Regions from separate parts of the Oryctolagus cuniculus genome. Here region 2 is linked to region 1. Evidence: chromatin contacts called from public Hi-C data. All regions are on one chromosome and are shown on one strand. The core of a region is the stretch at or near the end of the contact, and the rest is flanking DNA. Distances in the headings are between cores, read along the strand shown. Region 1 holds the start of HMGB1 (high mobility group box 1). Region 2 has its middle 170 kb from the start of KATNAL1.

Evidence for each region. A called contact is a pair of places that touch in the nucleus more often than the background predicts.
Region 2: a Hi-C map of an unstated tissue shows a contact between it and region 1, with 4 times the contacts expected there. The contact joins the enhancer-like site here to the promoter of HMGB1 in region 1. A contact is called at or near these places in 3 of 6 Hi-C or Micro-C datasets (ear pinna, psoas muscle and an unstated tissue).

The regions. Positions count from the first base shown.
Region 1 is chr9:84,091,407-84,097,021 of mOryCun1.1, reverse strand. HMGB1 (high mobility group box 1) reads right to left here and starts at 3,813. Exons shown (of 4, transcript NM_001171281.1): 1 at 3,664-3,813; 2 at 3,365-3,510; 3 at 2,808-2,982; 4 at 1,627-1,803. The coding sequence starts at 3,813. The coding sequence ends at 1,627.
Region 2 is chr9:84,464,808-84,470,871 of mOryCun1.1, reverse strand. No RefSeq gene overlaps it. Among named protein-coding and RNA genes, the nearest start is that of KATNAL1, 170 kb to the right of the region's middle. Within about 2 kb of position 2,106, at least 3 of the 8 cell types and tissues checked have an H3K27ac peak or open chromatin away from gene starts, as enhancers often do.

The sequences.
Region 1 (5,615 bases), core at 2,564-5,063:
TCTAACGGGAATCCTTTGTCAGCCCTCATATTTAAAGGGTGCTGCTAAGCCATATTATTGGAAACAGAATCTATAAGAAAATCTTAAAATTCTTAAGTGAAAGCCATTTAACTAATATTTAAAACCTCTGCAATTATTAGTTTATTAGTATCATCCAGGACTCAGGTGTTCAGTGTTCCTCCTGAAATTACATCAACAAATGCAAATGGAAAGAATCCAAGTCAAAATTATATAACAAAACAGCACTCCATCACAAAAGCGTGTAAAATTACAAGAACGCTATTTTAAAACACTGGCACTTTAAGAGAACGATAATCTCAAAAACCACAAAATTGCCAAATTGTTCCCTAAACTGCTAAGTAGATAAACATGACTGTAATGAATGAGCTTGGATTTTGTAAAGAAAAATCAAATAAATTGGATAACTCACACGAGACACTAAGTTTTAAGTGTCTTCCTTCTCAAGTGGCCACTTGATTTAATAAAGGGGCAAGCCACAATATAGGAAAATATACCCTCCTTTGAATGTGGCTTCATCATTTCAAAAAGCTGGCCCAGTTAATTAAAGCTACTTTTAATGGAGTCTCATATTTCCTGAGCAGTCCATATTTAGATAAATGGGAGAGACATGGACAGCCAGCACTTTCGTAGCCTTCACCAGGACTAATGGACAACAAAAACTACTTCCTATGGCAGTCTTGTATTTTAAGCTCACGCTTTTGGGGATACATTCTCAGGTCTTCTTTAATGTGGGAACTGCAAAATATAACTGCCATTACATGGTAATGGGAGTTAAATATAGAATCCTCAGGTAAAGATTAGAACATACTTTTCTACTAGTCCTTCAAGGACAGACTTTCAAAATGTTTGATTCTAATAATCCCATGCTATGAACAGACTGGTTACTCTTCACTCGTAAATGTAAGTGGGTTATGTGAAATCTGTTATCAGCTGATCAAGATTTTGTCGTTTCAGTTACCGATGACAGCGATCTCAATTCAACTTCTATTACCCCATCATGATATGCAGGGTGTGTAGACAAAAGCTTTTTATCTAACTACATGAAAAGAGAAAACACTGTAATAATTAATGTGATCCAAAATTGGCAAAAGACTAGCTTCCCCTTAAGAAGAAAAATTTCAGACCTATGAAAAGGACAACAATACTAATAAAAAAAATTGTATTTACTTAGAAGCATTCAGAATGTCAACAAAACAGCTGCAACTTTTTTTTTTTTTGCAATTACAGAGTGGTATTCAGTTAACAGAACAACAATTATTTCGTATAAGCTGCATCAGAGACAACTGAAGATGAAAAAACTACCGTCCCCATATATAACTAATTTGTGCTGTGCACCAACAAGAACCTGCTTTAAATTTCCATGCCAATTTACAACCCCCATACTGTACCAGGCAAGGTTAGTGGCTATTGAAAATACCACCAGGACAGGGCTATCTAAAGACACATTCGGTAGTGTGTTAACTATACAAAAAAAGACACTGTACAGTTTAAAAACAAATCTTACACAGCCTTACATTTCAATTTTTTTTCTTTAAAAGGAGTGAGTTGTGTACAGGGGGGTTAAATGCTTTATAGACAAGAAAAAAAAACTGCGCTAGAACCAACTTATTCATCATCATCATCTTCTTCTTCATCTTCATCTTCCTCGTCTTCCTCTTCCTCCTCATCCTCTTCGTCTTCTTCATCCTCCTCCTCTTCCTTCTTTTTCTTGCTCTTTTCAGCCTTGACGACTCCCTTTTTCGCTGCATCAGGTTTTCCTTTAGCTCGGTATGCAGCAATATCCTTCCAAAATAAAGGCAGGAGAAAAAAGGAGATGGGGAAGAGAGAAGAGTTAAGTAAAAGGGAGAAAAACAGAAACAACATGGCAGAACTGAGAAAAACTAACAACTCAGTTACCCGGAAATACCACGTATCTATACCCACTTCAACTTCACAAATAAAAACTGCAAAACATGCACATCAAGTACTGAGCTAATTACAATCAACAACCTGTGACTTATGAAATGGTCTAATATTTGCAGAGCTGTGCCTCACTGAGGTGTAATCATGTACCGCATCCCAACTCTAGTTTATTACAACCAGATCGCAGAGACTTTGATTAAAGGGTAGACACTGCCACCTTCTGAATGCAAAAATGCATTCTACAGGTTTATACTGCCAGACCCCAACTCACAGCAGAAAATGCTAACTTCAAAAAAAGGGGGCAACTTTTCAGTAAGCATGCAACTGGATTAAGAAACATTTAGAAATACATATTTTTTAAGAATAAATAACTACAAAAGCTAAAATTTAACTTCAAGTACTTAGTATTTCAATTTAAAGTATAGGAGATATAGCTTTTTTTTAAGCTACACAGATCAACAAACTTGAAATTTAACCATACAAGCTTTTGTTGTGTTATCTAAAGGAACACATGTTTCAGGGCATGTCCATGAAACCCAGAACTGGTATTAACTTTGTCCAGCTTAGTTTTTTGTTCTATCTGATCATTTTAGAACAGTAATTGCTCTTGCAAAGTAATCACCAAAATCTCCACATTCATAAATTTGGAGACAATGTGGACTATCAAGACCAACTTAAATATACAGCCTTTACCTATGCCTACAGTTTTGATTCTCCATATTTGAAATACGGAGAAGCACTTCTTAATAGTTACACTAAACACTATTATAGCTCGAACTCTTGGAAATCCATAAGGAAACAGGAAATCAGGATGAGGAGTCCAGCATGATCATCCAACACGTGGCACGTCCGACACCGCACCAGCAAACCCACACACTTCTTACCTTCTCGTACTTTTCCTTCAGCTTGGCAGCCTTCTTCTCGTAGGGCTGCTTGTCATCTGCAGCAGTGTTATTCCACATCTCTCCCAGTTTCTTTGCAACATCACCAATGGACAGGCCAGGATGCTCTCCTTTGATTTTGGGGCGATACTCAGAACAGAACAAGAAAAAGGCCGAACTGAAAGAGCAATGTGAAGATGTTAAGGAGAACAGATCACACACAAATGCTATCAAATGGGGACTGCAGCACTAGACAAACCGCTGCCTACTTCTACTATGCATTTAAGAAGGTGCAAATATTAGCATATGCTAACTAACCCTCAGCTACCCAGAACAGCGTAGTTTCTTAATTTAGCCTAGTTAGAACTCCAGAACATCTGCAAAGTATTATTTTTCATTAAATAATAGGACAAAATCCTATTAGGGGATGCGCTCAGCAAAGGATGCGAGTGTCTAATTCTACGCACTCTGCTTCACACCCCCATCCAACTGTTTTAGTTAACTACCAAATTTGACCATAAGACACATCTTCAAAACTTAAAAAGAGGCAAAATACTTACGGAGGCCTCTTGGGCGCATTGGGATCCTTGAACTTCTTTTTTGTCTCCCCTTTAGGAGGGATATAGGTTTTCATTTCTCTTTCATAACGAGCCTTGTCCGCCTTTGCCATGTCTTCAAATTTTCCCTTCTCTTTAGCAGACATGGTCTACAAAAGAATTATTTGTAAGCTAAAGTTGATAAAGAAGTTTTACTGTTTATGGACGCACATTATGAAAATAGCCAGCTAGCCCCCCCCATCCTAATTTGGAAATCATTAACTGTTTTATGATCTTGTTGGTGTGCTTTAAAGGCCTCTTACCTTCCACCTCTCTGAGCACTTCTTAGAAAACTCTGAGAAGTTGACGGAAGCATCTGGGTGCTTCTTCTTATGCTCCTCCCGGCAAGTTTGCACAAAGAATGCATATGATGACATTTTGCCTCTCGGCTTCTTAGGATCTCCTTTGCCCATGTTTAGTTATTTTTCTTGTGGAGAAAAAAAAAGTGTTTGCACGTTAGCAATGAAATGGTGACATTTAAGAGCTTAAAGTGCTTAGGGTCTGCACGAAAATCAAGGTACCAGTTACAGCAATGGTAGCCAATTCCTAGAAGGGGCTACGCCAAGTTAAAAAACAAAAAACGAAAAAACACCCGATCCTTCGGGGAGCGATCTAAGTCCAGATACAAGGGCATACACACACACACACACACACACACACACACAGTATTCGTGATTCAGCTGCCTGGGTCTGTTCTGAGTCCCTCAGCCCAGTCATCCAAACAGGTCTGCAAATTCCCAACACCCTTTTTAACCAACAAACCCAAAGGTCAGAAAACTCACGCTGCCCATGTGTGGATCTGCCCTAAGCAAAGGAACAAGCGAGCCTGAGTGTGAGTAAACCCTTCCAAGTGAGGAGGCCTAAAAAAAAAAAAAAATCGCCCTGCATCTAAAGTTTTCCCAATTGCTTAAAAAAAAAAAAAAAATCCTCTTTGCAGCAAACTTCGCCGGGAGCAGGGAGGAGCCGCGGGGCTCCTGCGCGAGCGCCCGGGCTGGGGCGGCGGCGGCGGCTCCGCTTCCTATCGCTTTGGCCCCGAGATGTGTTTCTGCCCTGACTAAACACGTCCGGTCTGAAGTTTCTCCGAGTAAACAAGGATGAGGGACAAAAGCCACTCCTGCGCGGGGCTCGCGGGCCCCCTCCCCCGCTCCCGCCCCGACGGGGGCGCGTTGCTCGGGCCCCTGCGAGTTGGGGGGACTCCCGCGCGGGGGCCCGCAACTCCGGCGGGCGGCGGCGGCCGCGCGCCGAGGCGAGGGCCGGCGGCAGCGCGGGCTCGGCTCGCAGGCCCGAGGCCGCCACGTGCGCCCGGAAGGCCCCGCAGGCTCGCTCGCGCCGCCGCCCCCATTTTGTCAGGCGCGGCGCGCAGGGAGAGAGAGAGAGAAGCCCCGCTCGAAATGGGGGCTGGCTCCGCCCGCGGCCGCCGGGGCCGGCGCACGGAATGGCCGCTGCGCGTCTTCCCCGCCTGCGCCGCCGCCGCCGCGAGGGCGAGCGCGAATATGGCTCCTTCCCTTTGTGTGTGTATGTGTGTGTGTGTGTGTGTGAGAGAGAGAGAGCGCGAGTGTGTGGTGCGAGTGCGGGCGGCGGCGGGCGGGGTGCGCGCCGCGCTCTGGCGCACACACTCGGCCATTACAGGCCGGGGGGAGGGGCGGGGGGCGCGCGGCCGGGCCCTCCCCCCACCGCTCCCCTCCCCCCGCCGGGTGGGGGCCGCCGCGCGCGGGCCCACCCGCCCGCCGCTCCCCGGCTCCCTCCGCGCGGCCCGCGCGCCCCGCCGCCCCCGCACGGAGGACGCGGGGCTGTGAAAAGAGGGAGGAAAAAAAAAGTTGCCTCGGAACTGCTGCGCCCAGCTCCCCCGCCCGCCCGCCCGCCCGCCTTGTTTTCTCTCCAGCCAGCAGCGCCGGGCCCGAGTCAGCCATGTTCCAGCGAGCGCAGCGGCGCCGCTCCCCCCCGCCGCCGCCGCCGCCGCCGCCGCGCCCGGGCCGAGGCCGGGGCCCGCACCGCCGCCCCCGGCCCACCCGCGCCGCCCTCGCCCGCAGCGGCGCGCCCCGCCCGCCCGCCCAGCGGCCCGGCCCGGCCGCGCTCCCCGCCGGCGTCCGGGCTCGCTGCGGCGGCCGCGGCGGCCAATGCAGCCCGGGAAGCGCCGCCGCTGCCCGCCGCCGCCGCCACCGCGCCGCGCCGCCGGCCCCGCCGCCCCGGCCGCGCTCCGCGCACGCCGCCCGCC
Region 2 (6,064 bases), core at 857-3,356, 380 kb before region 1:
CGTGGAGGGCTGACAAACCACGAGAGCCCCTGCAGGGAGAGGAAAGCTCTGAGAAGCAGGTGGGGGGACCCCGAGTTGGGGTGCTCCTCCCTGGAGTGTGGGGGACACTGCCCAGGGCTGCGGGAGCAGACGGCAGACGTGGGCGCTCAGCTCGTCCTCGGGGAGGCCGCAGGTGCCCAGAGCCTCGGGACAGGGCTCGTCTTGGCAGTCCCCCAGGGGTTGTGTGACATGCAGGGAGACACCATAGAACTCAGCGCTGACTGTGCTGAGCGCTTCGCACGCACCAGGCACCCTGCCCCGTGATCTGTGTCTTCTTAGTTCATCCTTAGACACTCCTGTCACACGGGGACTACTCACACATGAGGAGGCTGAGGCGGCGCGGGGACAGACAACCTCCCTGGGGCGCCCCATCCTGGAAGCTACCCCTGCGGGAGTCCCCGGCGGCCTCTGTCTCGCACTGTGACGGCGCGGAGGGAGACACGCGATCCATGTTCGTCCCTCCTGCGCACTTTTCAGCAGTGCGTGCATGAGCCCGGTGCTCTGGAGGAAGCTTTTCTGCCTTCCGTAAACGAGTGCTGCGGCTGGCACTGTGGAACTGCCTCACTGCACCCTGTAGGCTCTGCGTCAAGTCCCGGCTGCTCCGCTTCCCATCCAGCTCCCTGCTAACGCGCCTGGGAAAGCAGTGGAAGATGGTCCAAGTCCTTGGGCCCCTGCACCCGCGTGGGAGACCCAGATGAAACTCCCAGCTCCTGCCTTTGGTCTGGCTCAGCCCTGGTGGATTCTGCCACTTGGAGAGTGAAGCAGCAGATGGAAGATCTCTCTCTCTCTCCCCCCACCTTCCTCTCTCGCCCCCCCACCCCGTCTCTGTAACTCTGCCCTTCAAATACATAAATCTATTTTTATAAAAGATTATCAAATAATTATTTTTTAAAAAAAGAATGCTGATGGCTGACTGCTTTTCACAGCGATTTTGCCCTGAGCTTGTGTGTGTATGTGTATGTGTGCATGTATGTATGTGTGCATGTGTATATGTGTGTATTGTGTATAAGTGTATCTGTGGGTATATGTATGTATTGTGTGTTTATGTGTTATGTATGTATATGTATGTGTGTATACGTGTGCATGTGTGTATCTGTGTATATGCATGTATATGTACATGTGTATCTGTGTATGTTCATGTATGTGCATATATGTGTATATGTGTGTATGTGTGTCTGAGTGTATCTGTGTGTATGTATATGTGTTATGTGTATCTCTGTGTGTATCTTTTTTTATATGTGTTATGTGTGTATTTTGTGTATTTATGTGTGTATGTGTGTATCTGTATACATGTATATGCGTGTATATGTGTATGTGTGTATCTGTGTGTATGTGTATATGTGTTATGTGTGTATTTTGTGTATTTATATGTGTGTATGTGTGTATCTGTACATGTATATATGTGTATGTGTGTATCTGTGTACATGTATATGTGTGTATATGTGTATGTGTGTATGTGTATGTGTTATGTGTGTATTTTGTGTATTTATATGTGTGTATGTGTGTATCTGTACATGTATATGTGTGTATATGTGTATGTGTGTATCTGTACATGTATATATGTGTATGTGTGTATCTGTGTACATGTATATGTGTGTATATGTGTATGTGTGTATCTGTACATGTATATGTGTGTATTTTGTGTATTTATATGTGTGTATGTGTGTATCTGTACATGTATATGTGTGTATCTGTGTATATGTGTATGTGTGTATATGTGTGTATATCTGCGTGCATGTGTATGTACATGTGTGTGCATGTGCGTGCATATGTGTGTTATGTGTGTGCATGTGCATGTGTGTGTGTGTGTGCTGAACTTTAACAGTCCTCCCAGTCTGCCTTGCCGCTCTCCTCTGCCGCCCCTAGGCCTGGTGTATGGATGGCGAAGCGTTCCCTTTGTAAAGTGCAGCTTGGCGAAGGCTGCGGACGGCTGCAAGGCGCTGGCGGAGTGAGTCATTCTCACTCTGACAAGGAGAAGTCAGAGCAAAGCGAGGCCCCGGGCAGAACAATCCACACCTCTGAACGCGCAGAACCGCGGCTCGCTGCTGAGGCCGTGGGCTGCGCCGTACACAATGTTCCCGGTTCCTGGCTGAGAGCAAGTGATCCAGGAAACAATTCTAAGTGTGTGTCTCCAGGGAATCGAGGCTAGAGTGACACATAACTTAGCTGTGTGCTGCTCGTTCCAGAAATGCGCAAGCCAGTTTTTCATTTGGGGACTTAAAAAAATACTCTTAGTAAAAAAATAAAATGTGCTTTTTCTATTTTGCCCCCAATCTTTTTTTAAAATTTATTTTACAGATAGCATTAGTGTGAGAGAGAGACAGAGTGAAAGGTCTTCCTCCCATTGGTTCACTCCCTAAATGGCCACTATGGCCAGAGCTACGCCGATCCGAAGCCAGGAGCCAGGTGCTTCCTCCTGGTCTCCCATGCGGGTGCAGGGCCCAAGGACTTGGGACATCTTCTACTGCTTTCCCAGGCCACAGCAGAGAACCGAACTGGAAGAGGAGCAACCAGGACTAGAACCGGTGCCCATATGGGATGCCAGCACTGCAGGCGGAGGGTTAACCAAGTGAGCCACAGCGCCGGCCCTTCCCCTAATCTTTATATGTAATCATGAGATTTGGGAGTTGGAAGAAACATTCAAAATCATCCAATTCAATCCCTTCCTGTTACAGCGAGAGCTACAGCCAGAAAGCAAACGCACACGGTAAATTAAACGGAATCCAAACCATAGCATCTCTCATCACAGCCTCTCACAGTTTAAAGAGGTTTAAAGACTGAGATGGGGCCACTGGCTGGCACAGTGGTGAGGAGACCGCTTGGGATGCCTGCATCCCACCTCAGAGTCCCTAGGTTTGGGTCGCAGCTCCGCTTCTGATCCGGCTTCCTGCTAATGAGAAACCCAGGAGGCAGCAGGCTCAAGTACTGGGGCCCCTGCCACCCACCTGGGAGGCCAGGATGGAGTTCCGGCTTTTGGCTCCGGCCTGGCCCAGCCCTACTGTTATAAGCATTTAGATGGGAGATCTCTCTCTAGCTCTCTGCATTTTTTTAATGTAGACCAAGTTAGTCCAACCATGCACAAACCATGTCCTTTTCACAGCCTGCCCCCTCTCTGTTTGAATCCATCCACTCTGTATCACTCACCAGCCCACAAGGGGACCTGTCCATCTCTAAGACGCATGGAGCATCAACAAAGCCTTCTGCTTACCGATCTGCATTTGACTGATCTTGCGCTGTTTTCTGTACCAGTGTCTCTGTTCAACTCAGAGTCGAGTGTTTCTGGGAATCCTGTCCTGCAGCCGAGTGCCGGGCCTGGAAGACGAAGTACAAAGCATACCGGTTGGTCCCCAGGTCCTACAGACGCCCCAGCCTTTCCTTGCTGACCCTGACCTCTGAAAACAGTGTCACCCTCGGAGCTCACCCCTAGTTTCAGCCTTGGCTGCCATGTCCCTAAACTTGGGTGGAGAGTACAGCTGGAGGAGACTCCCCGCTGGTCTCCCTGGCAGCAGGTCGGTCTCCCAGCTCCTGGTGGTGCTTCCATAAGAGAGATTTTGGGAGAGCTTGTCCTGCATGGCCACAAGTTCTGCATCTGCCTGCCCCATATGCCACAGCTGGCAAAGGCCAACAGTACTCCCAAGAGCTGTGTGGCTTATGGCCGGCGCCACGGCTCACTAGGCTAATCCTCTGCCTTGTGGCACTGGCACCCCAGGTTCTAGTCCCGGTCGGGGCGCTGGATTCTGTCCCGGTTGCCCCTCTTCCAGGCCAGCTCTCTGCTGTGGCCAGGGAGTGCAGTGGAGGATGGCCCAAGTGCTTGGGCCCTGCACCCCATGGGAGACCAGGAGAAGCACCTGGCTCCTGCCATCGGATCAGCGCAGTGCGCCAGCCGCGGTAGCCATTGGAGGGTGAACCAACGGCAAAAGGAAGACCTTTCTCTCTGTCTCTCTCTCTCACTATCCACTCTGCCTGTCAAAAAAAAAAAAAAAAAAAAAAAAAAAAAAAAAGCGCTGTGTGGCTCCAAGCTCAAGAACATATCAGGGGGCAGGTGTTGGGCTTAGATTAAGAGGTCTGTGTCCTGGGGCCAGCCTTGGGATGCAGTGGGTTAAGCCACCACCTGCCACGCCAACATCCCAGATGAGCGTTCGTTCAAGCCCTGGCTGCTCCACTTCCACTCCAGCTCCCTACTAATGCAACTGGGAAAGCCAAAGCAGATGGCCCCAGTGCTTGGGCCCCTGCCACCATCCATATGGGAAACCCAGATGGAGTTCCAAGCTCTCAGCTTCAGCCTGGCCCAGCCCCAGGCATTGTGGCCATCTGGGGAGTGAACTAGTGGATGGAAGAGCTCTCCTCTCCTCCTCCTCCTCTCCTCCTCTCCTCCTCACCTCCCTCTCCTCTCCTCCCCTCTCCCCTGCCCTCTCCTCCTCTCCTCCTCTCTCCTCTCCTCTCCTCCCCCTCCTCTCCCCTCCCCTCTCCTCTCCTCTTCTCCTCCTCTCTCTCTCTCTCTCTCTCTCTCTCATAACTTTTTTGGGGAAAGATCTCCTCATCAGGGTCTTGATAGTTTGCATCTTAGAAGCTGGATCAGAATGCTATAAAGTGCTAAAGATTTGCAGGTGTTGGCTTGACAGCGAAGCTGAGTGATCAGAGTTCACAAAGGAGTGGGAGCCAGCGGCCAGACATGCAGAGGACCAAAGCTGGGTGGGAGGGCCTGGAATTAGGGGGAGGACCAAGGCCTCAGCCCAGAGGTTGTATCTCCCCAAGGCAGTCACAGTTACCACTAATTAATGACTGAGGGCCAGTCTCTGCGTTAAGCATATTCTGGAAGTTCTCTATGAAATCGCAATTAAAGTGCACAAGAACCAAATAAGAAAACTATCGCCATTCTGTTTCACAGGGGGAAACTGAGGCACGGGAGTATGGCCATATCATCAGTGAGTGGCTTGGACTGAATTCAAACCTAGGTTTGCTCAACTCCAAGTGGAGCCAACCACTCCTCATGGGTTCCCTCCTGGGTCAGTCCACCCTGAAGCTGAGGCAACTGGCCTCTCCCTCTTCCCACCCCTTGGGGCCCCCAAGAGTTGGGAGCCGCCAAGGGGCTTCATCATTTGGTCATCTGTCACCACAGCCTGCACACCACACACTGCTACAGGATGTGACTCGGTTTACAGCAGCAAAACCCCAAGTCCCATACCCGACCCAACTCCTTCCCCGTCCCAACACACAAGCCTGCCCAGAGGCCAGAGTCAGGCTGATGGGCACAGCCCTTCCCTTCAGTTGAGTAGCAGATCTGGCTGAAGGTCCAGGACCTGCCTGTGAGCTCCCAGCCCTCACGGGGCCTCCAGGACAATTGCTTCTGGGTTGGGTGGTAGGGGGAGGCTCCTCCAAGCAAAGCCAGGAAACAGTGGCCTCATTCCCTGGGGATAAAGGAATCCGATGTGCACAGAATCAGTGCACACCCTCCCACATCCCTAGATGACTATAACACCCAGTGCAATGCAAATTCTGTGCAAATACTTGTTCTACTACGTGGCTTAGGCGGTAATGACCAGAAAATAAAAGTCCCTATGTGTTCAGTGTGCAGGTGATTTTTCCCCCAGTATTTTTGATCCACAGTTGGCGGAATCCATGCATGCCGAACCCGTGGAGGGGCAGGACCAACCAGACAAAATTTCAAACATGTCTGTGTTGTGCACTTGAAGGCTTTCAATGAACGAGGAGAGCACTCAGGATGATTGGGGGGGGGGGGATTTTGGCACAGAGAAGACACTGCGGTAGAGGCCTGTGTCCCATAGCAGAGTGTCTGGGTTTGAGTGCTGGCTCTGCCCTTGTCCCAGGTTCCTGCCAATGTGCATCCTGGGCAACAGCAGCTGGTAGCTCAGGTGCTTGGGCCTCTGCCACCCACATGGGAATCCTGGATGGAGTTCCAGGCCCATGGCTGTGGCCTGGCCCCGTGCTGGCTGTTGTGGGCATTTGGGAAGTGAACCAGCAGATGGAAGATCTCTCTGTGTCTCTCTTTCTGTGTCTCAAATAA